Linked DNA regions of Mus musculus: all the other regions are linked to region 1. Evidence: chromatin contacts called from public HiChIP or PLAC-seq and promoter capture Hi-C data. All regions are on one chromosome and are shown on one strand. The core of a region is the stretch at or near the end of the contact, and the rest is flanking DNA. Distances in the headings are between cores, read along the strand shown.

Region 1 (2,764 bases), core at 180-2,679:
TCCATTCCCAGCACCCAGTCAGACCCCTCACAAGTGATTTCTAACTCCAGCTGCAGGGTGCATACCCACACAGACACATAATGAACTCTTAAAAACAAGAAGAACCTCTGATCCAATTTCTCTTGATTCCAAAGTGAACAAAATTTTCTCCTGAAAAGAAACTGGAATTTGTCTAGATTAATCACTGCAGGCCCCTTTGTAAATGCTGCATATTTGACTTCTTCTGATGTATGTTCCTGCCTAGCTCCCCTGTAGCTTTAGCTGGATAGAAAGGAGGAACATGGGCTGGAGAGAAGGCTTAGTAGTTGAGTGTACTGTTCTTTCAGAGGAGAGGGGCTCAGTGCTCAGGAACAATAGGCAGCGCACAATCTCCTAAAATTCAGCTCTGGAAGATCTGACGTCCTCGTCTGGTCCCCACGGATACCTGTATCCCATGCAGATACCTGTATACAGACACATAAAAGCATATGTAACTGAAAAACCAAATTTTTTTTTACTTAATTTTAAAGAAATGAGAGATACTTACAAATGCCCTACTGAACCATAACCAAGAAAGGCGATCAATAGTCTGTTCTCTCCCAGTGATAGGAAGGTCAGAATATATTTGTTTTCCTTTAGACTATGTTGTACATATTTTTTTTTTCAGGTTTCTCCCCTAAATCCATGAATGTAAACTAGCATGTCCTTGCTGCACCCTCCTATTTGGGAAATACCTGGAAAGTCATGTCAAGGATATTTAAGTCAGCTAGCTTAAAACAAAAACAAAAAACCCCACCTCCCATTTCTCAACAACCTCCAGTTTTGTTTCTATTCCTTTCCTTGGGCTAAATCAGAGATTTGGTACTCCATAGGGAGCCCTGTGATTTGGCTTGCTTAGGTTGAGATTCTCCACACGGTGAAGTCCTCGCCTGATTTCTTTGCCATGGGAGATGGCCCCAGAATGCTCAGCACAAGGTGGCGCCAATGAGCTATAGAAAGTTGACTTCCCTTTGCCCCAACCCCCATCCCCTCAAACCTCATCTCCTGTGTTTCTGGCTTCACTGAACAAGGCAGAAAATCCATTCTGTTATTTCTGGAGAAGGGATAGGTTAATGAAGGGTGCTGGGTTCTTACCGAGTCAGCACTGGAAGCCCTCTCCTAAAACGAATGGAGTTTGCTGAGTTTTCCGGGGGTCTCGGCTTCCTGCAACTTGCTCATTTTTCAGAAGGCCTCTGCCTCCAGATTGCCATCTCTCCCCTTTCCGGAGGAGCTCACAAGTCTAAGTTGCTGGTAGTTAAGGCTTCTGGCGACTGTGCAAAGGGGCCATCTGTGTTTGATCAGGCCAGGCGGGAAGGAGGGGGTGGGGGTTGTAAAGAGACTGAAAGCATTCCAGAGTAGTGAGAGACACCAGAGATGGGAAGGAGGAGGCCCCGCCCCCGCCCCGCCCCCAGAGCTAACGGGCTGGAGGGAAAGAGGCCGAATGCACACACTCCTCTGGCCCCACTTAAGGCTGCCATGGGGCCCAGTGCTCCTCTGCTGCTCCTCTTCTTTTTGTCATGGACGGGACCCCTTCAGGGACAGCAGCACCACCTTGTGGAGTACATGGAACGCCGACTAGCTGCCTTAGAGGTGAGGGACTTGTTTCTCTTCTCACCCAGGATGAGTCCACATCTATAGGTGCAACTAGCTGTCAGGGCTCTGGGAGTGACAAGATCGGGTTGTGTAAGAAGTCCTTAATGACGAGTAGCCTCTTAACTACAGACTTTTATTTCCCCAACATAAGACAATTGCCCAGCAAATAAACGCAACACGGCTCCCTCAGATTAGATGGAATAAGGGGGCAGGGGAAATGAGAGTCAGAATCGGGCTGCATCTATGCTGCTATACTGTTCAAGTTTCCCAGGCAATCTGCCTGCAACTTCCTGTCCGTTTCTTCCCCGCACCCCACATCTACTCCCTTTTGGACAATTTGAAGTCTGTAGCATCCTAATTTCCTGGAGGCTCAGATCACTGAGAACGCAAGGTGAAGGACTCTTATTCAGGCAAATTAAGCCAGGTTCCTCGGATGGGATGGTACCACTGACTAGTCTCCTCTGCTGTGGGAGCATGGCTGAGCTGGTCCCTTTCCTGGCCCTGACTCCCTGGCTGGGCCTCTGCTTGTCTGGGAGCTATAAACCTGCAACCCACCCTTCCTGACTCCCCGATCCCTTCAGGAACGGCTGGCCCAATGCCAGGATCAGAGTAGTCGGCATGCTGCCGAGCTTCGGGACTTCAAAAACAAGATGTTGCCTCTCCTGGAGGTGGCAGAGAAGGAGCGGGAGACCCTCAGAACTGAAGCAGACTCCATCTCAGGAAGAGTGGACCGTCTTGAAAGGGAGGTAGACTATCTGGAGACACAGAACCCAGCTTTGCCCTGTGTAGAGCTGGATGAGAAGGTGACTGGAGGTCCTGGAGCCAAAGGCAAGGGCCGAAGAAATGAGAAATACGATATGGTGACGGGTAAGTGATCTCACAGAGGTCCAGACAGTTTCAGAACTCCCCTTTCCTGCTTTTCTTCTTGTCCCAAGCCACCATAGCTCTATCTTTCAGAATGACACATTCATTGAGAGTTTCTAGAGGCCTGTCCTTTATCGGTACTCCATCTCTCAACCCTCCGTGAGTGGACACATGCACGGAAAAGTGTGTCTCTGTTCCCCAGGTGGCCCACTCTGGGGGAAGTTCCTGTTATACACATCTAACTCTTGGCCTCTGTTTCCTTCTCCTGTGCTTTCTCCTCTTCCCCACC
Region 2 (2,764 bases), core at 114-2,613, 720 kb before region 1:
GAGAAGGCTGTCTTACAGAAAGAAACACATTACCCTTAAACAGGGATGAAGGACAAAACTGAGGCTCCTGGGTCTCTCTCATGACCAGAAGAGATGGTCTAGAAACTCATTTCAAGCCTTTCTCATTCCTTTAGAGATGAGCATCCTTCAGATAACATCCAAAGGCATTTGGTTCTCCTGCTGACAGGTAGATACTTAGTAAAGTTTAAAGGGCAAAATGACTTTCAGACTGCAATGGCAAACTTAAAAGGGCTATAAAATGTCCCCTGATAGGGTGACTGGGACATTGTCTCTTCACACCCTCACTTCTATAGAAAGTGACAGGCACAGGAGAGAGGGTTTGACTAGGGATAGTTTGAACAGCTACCTCACTTAACTTCTTGTCTCATAAAAGTAACATGGGCTCTCAATTCATAGCAATGCCTGTTTTGCTTTTGTTTGCTCAAGCCACACACGTGTCTCAGAGGTCTAGGCCTGTCTTGGATCCCTTGGTTGAAATTTAGTCTCTCCAACTTAGACAGAGATTTAACGTTAGAATTCAAGAGTATAGGCTCTGAAGCCAGAGTGTTTAGTTTTATGTCTCAGCTCTTTCTCCTGCCATAACTTTACCTGTAAAGTGGAGATGAAAATAAAATCTTCTTCATAGGGGTGTTGTGAGGAGTGAGTGAGCTCATTCACAGACAGACCTTGGACTCTCACCTGGTTTGTAAAGAAGGTGTGCAGTAATTGTTAGAACTGTTGAAGAAAGTTGATTAGTCCCAAACTCTTCCTTATCAGAAAATCATCTGGGCCCTTCCTTGTTGTTACTAGGTGGCGCTGGTACCCGGGTGATCTGTTCAGATTGTTACGACAATGCCAACATCTACTCGAGGACCAGAGAGTACTGTCCATATACCTATATTGCTGAGGAGGATGTGTTAGATCAGGCACTCTCCAGCCTCATGGTCCAGATGCCCAAGGAGACGTTTTTGTCACATCCTCCCCAAGATGCTGCTAATCTGGAGAGTCTGATACCATCAGCAGAGAGAGAGCCGGCTGCCTTTCCCACCAACCATGAGAGGATGACTGAGAACCTTCCCTTCTCACAGAGGAGCAGTGGTAATGGGTGCTTTTGTTCTGTTTTGAGCTTTTGGTTTCAATTTCACCTGATCTGCCCTTCTGTTATATCAGTAGCATGGCATGTAACAGGAAACAAATTAGTATACTAGAATAATTGCCATTAACTAGTGTCAACTAGAGGTCTTTACATCTTCTCCCATCTTCATTTAAACAATAGAGGTTTGAAGTGCTAAAAATAGAGCATAAGAAACCCAAGCTGTTTTGTTTGGTTGCTCTACTGTCAAGCGAACACTCTGAGCATATCACCGAGTCGAGCTCTTTCTGGACTGTGATAGGAACTGTTCTCAAGCTGTTCATCAGCTGTCCCGTCCACTCAGAGGACAAACACTGGGGAATGGACAGGGCGAAAGTTACAGGGTCACAGAAGAAGGGAAGTATAGGGCTGTGCCCAGGGGTGGATCTGGCAGCATGAAACTGAGAATGTGCTCTGTAAGAGACCAGTTCTAAAGATTGTTCAAGAGGAATAGGTTAGAAAAGAGCACTGTCACTGAAGGTAGTCGCTCAGCTTTACATTCAGTGTCATGAAGAACTAAGGTACAATACGTCTTGTAACCTGTGGGATGTCTTCATTTTGAGTCTGGTTTTAAGTAAGGAGTCATCGTCACTTAAATGAAAATGCCTTGGTGCATTGTCCATTCTAAGCCTAGGATACTCTAATTAATTCTGCTCAGTGTGTGTAGGGTTTGTTAGCTTGACCTTAGAACTTGTTAGACGTGCAGCTGTGCTCCTACCCTAGACCTAGTGAATCTGAATCCACATATTAAGATCCAAGGATTATTTATATGCTTTGGTTTTTTGTTGTTGTTGACAGTGTCATGCTCAAATTCAACAGTAACCCCTACCTTAGCCTTCCAAGTGCTGAGATATCAGGCAAACGCTAGGATTATGGCCATGTGGCTTGTGGTTTATATTAAATTTTGGGTTTGTTTTATATGTGAGTTTTGTATGGATGCATGTGCTTGCAGGAGCATTCGTGTGCATGCAGACACATGCATGGGGAGACTGAAGGAGGAAGTCTAGCGTCATTCTCTATTGCTTTTCACCCTGTTTGTTGAGACAGAGTCATTTCCTAACCCTGAAGGCTGCTGTCTCAGCTGGACTGACTGGCTAGCAAGCTTCTGAGATTCTCTTGTCAGTGCTCCTCAGTGCTGGAGTTAGTGTCATACATGACTATGCCTGGCTTTATGTGAGTGTTGGGAATTAGAGCTCAGGTCTTCCTGCTTTCACAACAAGCCCTCTTATCTACTGAGCCATATCCTCAGCCCTCACATGCATATTAAATTTTAAGAAATCTTGCCCTAGCTTATATTCTAGGTGAATTATGCTTTCATTTGTGAGATTTTGTTTCCAGAATGTTAGACTAGCTTTTCCTAAAATATAGCTTCCCTACGTGTGTGCACACATGAGCCAGCCTGTATCATCTGCCTCTCTTCTCAATGCTTTGACTACACCTGAACCCAAATTCAATTCCCAGTACCTGGCTCACAACCATTTATAACTAAAGATCTAATGCCCTCTTCTGACCTCTAATAAGCACCAGGCATGTATAGTGCACAGACTGGCAAAACATTCATACAAATAAAATTAAAAAATTTAAAATGTATTTAAAGAAGTAAGAGTTCCATTGAGACAGTGAATATTACCT
Region 3 (2,764 bases), core at 90-2,589, 640 kb after region 1:
CTAACAAGAGGCCTTGAGACACAATTACTACAGTTGCTGGTTTCTGTCTTTGAAAATACTCCAGATCACTCTTACGTATCCCTAGTAGAAACCTCATGGTTACAGACTGCTATTCCTTTTTAAATTTCCCATCTCTCCCTAAAATACACACACACACACACACACACACACACACACACACACACACACAAGTAGAGAACACAAATGTCTATAATAAAAACTGTACAAATGCCACAGCCACACATTAACTTTGTTTTAGAGAACTCAGATCTTTTTATAAGCAGCCCCTGAATTTGCAAAATAAAAGTCTTGTTTTGAGGCAGTACTCTCAGCTCACTTTATGAAATACCTTCAGCTAATCTAAGGCAAAGTAACAGATTTTCTGATTGGTACAAGCTTCATGGTAAATGATTGCACTACGGTATACAGATAGCATGCTATTTTAGAAAATGTCATGACTCAGTTAAGAATAGCTCTGCTCTTCAAACAATGGTGATTATGTGGAAATGACGCTTAGATAACTTATTTACATAGTAAACAGAAGTTAGAACTTTCTCTAACAATACAGGCGAATCAGTAGTAGCTTTGGGATAAAGGTTTACCAGGGTGCCTACTGTACTAGGCACTTAGTAGTTTTACAAACTACACATGCTCCGGGGTGCATGTGTGTGTGTATCAAACAACAATGCCTGACATTTGTAGAACACTGTCATTCCTCTCAGAACATGAGAACCCATGAGCGTCCCAGTTTTGCACTCCGGGGACACACACCTCTTAGAGTTAACCCTGACGGAGGTGTGACGGTTTGTTTGCGGCTCTGAGCTCCAGAGCGAAGCCTTTTGACTCACAATCTAATCATCATCTTCTCTCCTGGTTACTCCACAGTCCTACTCCAGTCCCACTGTAGGAATTTTATCTTAAAAAACTACTTGACGACTTCCTCTATCGTGCCTGCCCCGTAGTTCCGAAGCAAAGCGCGCGAACACACGCTTTACCGCTTGTCTGAAGTGCTCCGTCCGGGCACGTCCAAGTTCAAGACCGCCTGATAGGCGCGTTTCCTCGCGGCGGCGAGCGCCTGGGCTCCCCGGCCCTGCACCCCCGACCGCGCCCGCGGCTCGCAGGCTGACACCCGCCTTCCCCTGGCCCGAGGTACCCAGCTCTCGGCTGACCACGAACACACGGGACGCCATGGGGCGACGCCAACAGCTGAGCGGCAGAGGCCCCATGGCCCCACTCCCTCGCTGCATCCCGTCGCCTACCTGCCTGGGCCGCGACGCCGCCTCGCGCAGGGATCCCAGACTCGCGTCGGTGGCCTCTGGGATCCAGCGCCCACATCTTCGTCCCGCCCCCACAGGTTCCGCAGTCCCCGCCCTCCAGGCTAAGACACGCCCTCTTTTGCCTGGGCACGCCCCCGAGCTCACCCAGTAAGGCTCTGTCCTTCCAGGGCTCTCCTCAAGGCTCGGAACCCACGCCAGGCGGTCTCTCCGCCCCCAGCGCTGGGGTACCAGTGTGCGCTGCACCGCGCTGGTTCCACGGTGCAGCCCCTGCCCAGGCCTGGAGCCAAAGCTCTATCTCCGGATCTACGGTCTGTGCGACTACACGAGACAGACCTTTACAGCAAGGCAGAGCCTAGTAGAACCAGAGGAGCCAAACAGCAACTTCTTTAAGAAAACCCCAAAGCAGCTCAGGGAGCAAACATTCATCGGGAATGCCAGCTAGTAAAGAGATGCCAATAACGCACCTGGCCCCGGGTTTGGAATCACAAGCCGGATGCCTTTGGTGCCTAGTCCGGGTGCCGACTGGGTTGCCACACCCACTTGAGACTCACGCTTAAATTCTCCCTACCACACGATCTTGCTCAGGTATGCACATGGCTCTGTGCCTGCTGCAAGAATAGCCCAGTTTCACTCTGCGAGACTGGGATGAGTGGAACCTATTTCCCAGCACGATCTAACTGCCCCACCTCACCGCGCCCCGCCCCACTCCACCCCACCCACTCCATCCGACCTTGTGTCTGGTAACCAAACTTCCCTGGCTTGTTCACACAGAGGTACCAAAATAGAAGACTGCCACAGAGAGGTGTTTAATTACACATCGCGGATGACTGTCACCAGCCAACTCAACCAAGACTTGGAAAAAAAAAAAAAAGTCCCAATCCCTTGTGAAGCTATGAGGTGGGGACATGAGGTGGGGACAGTAAAAGGATTACTTTCTACCTGAGGGAGAAGTATTGACAATTCCTTTAAAATACTCCAGTGAGGAAATAAATGTAAATATGGTTTGGAATACATTGCAAACTCCATTGATCCCTTACCTAATGTGTATGTCTTTAAATGTAGACATGTGTGTTCTTTATTATTTTTCAAACTTCTTATCCTCCTACCCCTGCTTCTGGGGTGCAAGCATAGTCCTGAGCCAACACAAGTGGCATTTAATCTAGTCTGTTTGGAAAGTATCACAGATAGTTGTACAAGGTGAAATTCGGGACTAAAACAGCGTTTTTAAGATTTACATTTTGAAGTTTGCATCCACGAAGATTCTTTAGCAGGATGAAGATTTGAATTCCAAGATGAACGTTAATTAACATGCATGTGTTCTACTGCCCTCTCATGGGTAGGATGGAGCTACACCTAATGGTGAGAGGTGTCCTTTAAGTCTGAAGATAATACATAGTAATTTGTATTATTTTAGTGACTAGGAAGCCAACATGAAATAAAATCAGGTCCTTGATAAATATTCCCCGAAAAGCAATTTGAACTTCAAG

What was found. Promoter capture Hi-C pulls out the DNA fragments that hold promoters and counts their contacts. HiChIP or PLAC-seq counts read pairs in DNA pulled down with a chosen protein or histone mark.
Region 2: a contact with region 1 is called in an H3K27ac HiChIP or PLAC-seq map of microglia, with 4 times the contacts expected there. The contact joins the enhancer-like site here to the promoter of Olfml3 in region 1. A contact is called at or near these places in 7 of 39 promoter capture datasets (the 3T3-L1 cell line, HPC-7-derived erythroid cells, embryonic stem cells and 3 more), 3 of 115 datasets of contacts at active chromatin or transcription factors (large pre-B cells, microglia and trophoblast stem cells) and 2 of 9 other capture datasets (adipose tissue and liver).
Region 3: a contact with region 1 is called in a promoter capture Hi-C map of second pharyngeal arch cranial neural crest, with 6 times the contacts expected there. The contact joins the promoter of Dennd2c here to the promoter of Olfml3 in region 1. A contact is called at or near these places in 7 of 39 promoter capture datasets (the 3T3-L1 cell line, cranial neural crest, hippocampal neurons and 3 more) and 3 of 115 datasets of contacts at active chromatin or transcription factors (astrocytes, extraembryonic endoderm stem cells and kidney).

What each region holds. Positions count from the first base shown.
Region 1 is chr3:103,736,666-103,739,429 of GRCm38.p6, reverse strand. It overlaps Olfml3 (olfactomedin-like 3), which reads left to right and starts at 1,429. Exons shown (of 3, transcript NM_133859.2): 1 at 1,429-1,608; 2 at 2,193-2,478. The coding sequence starts at 1,495.
Region 2 is chr3:104,459,735-104,462,498 of GRCm38.p6, reverse strand. It overlaps Lrig2 (leucine-rich repeats and immunoglobulin-like domains 2), which reads left to right. Exons shown (of 18, transcript NM_001025067.2): 17 at 811-1,098. Among named protein-coding and RNA genes, the nearest start is that of Lrig2, 51 kb to the left of the region's middle. Within about 2 kb of position 1,363, at least 17 of the 459 cell types and tissues checked have an H3K27ac peak or open chromatin away from gene starts, as enhancers often do. A contact at or near this core is called in microglia, where this site is marked.
Region 3 is chr3:103,101,234-103,103,997 of GRCm38.p6, reverse strand. Dennd2c (DENN/MADD domain containing 2C) reads right to left here and starts at 1,339. Exons shown (of 19, transcript NM_001384113.1): 1 at 1,260-1,339.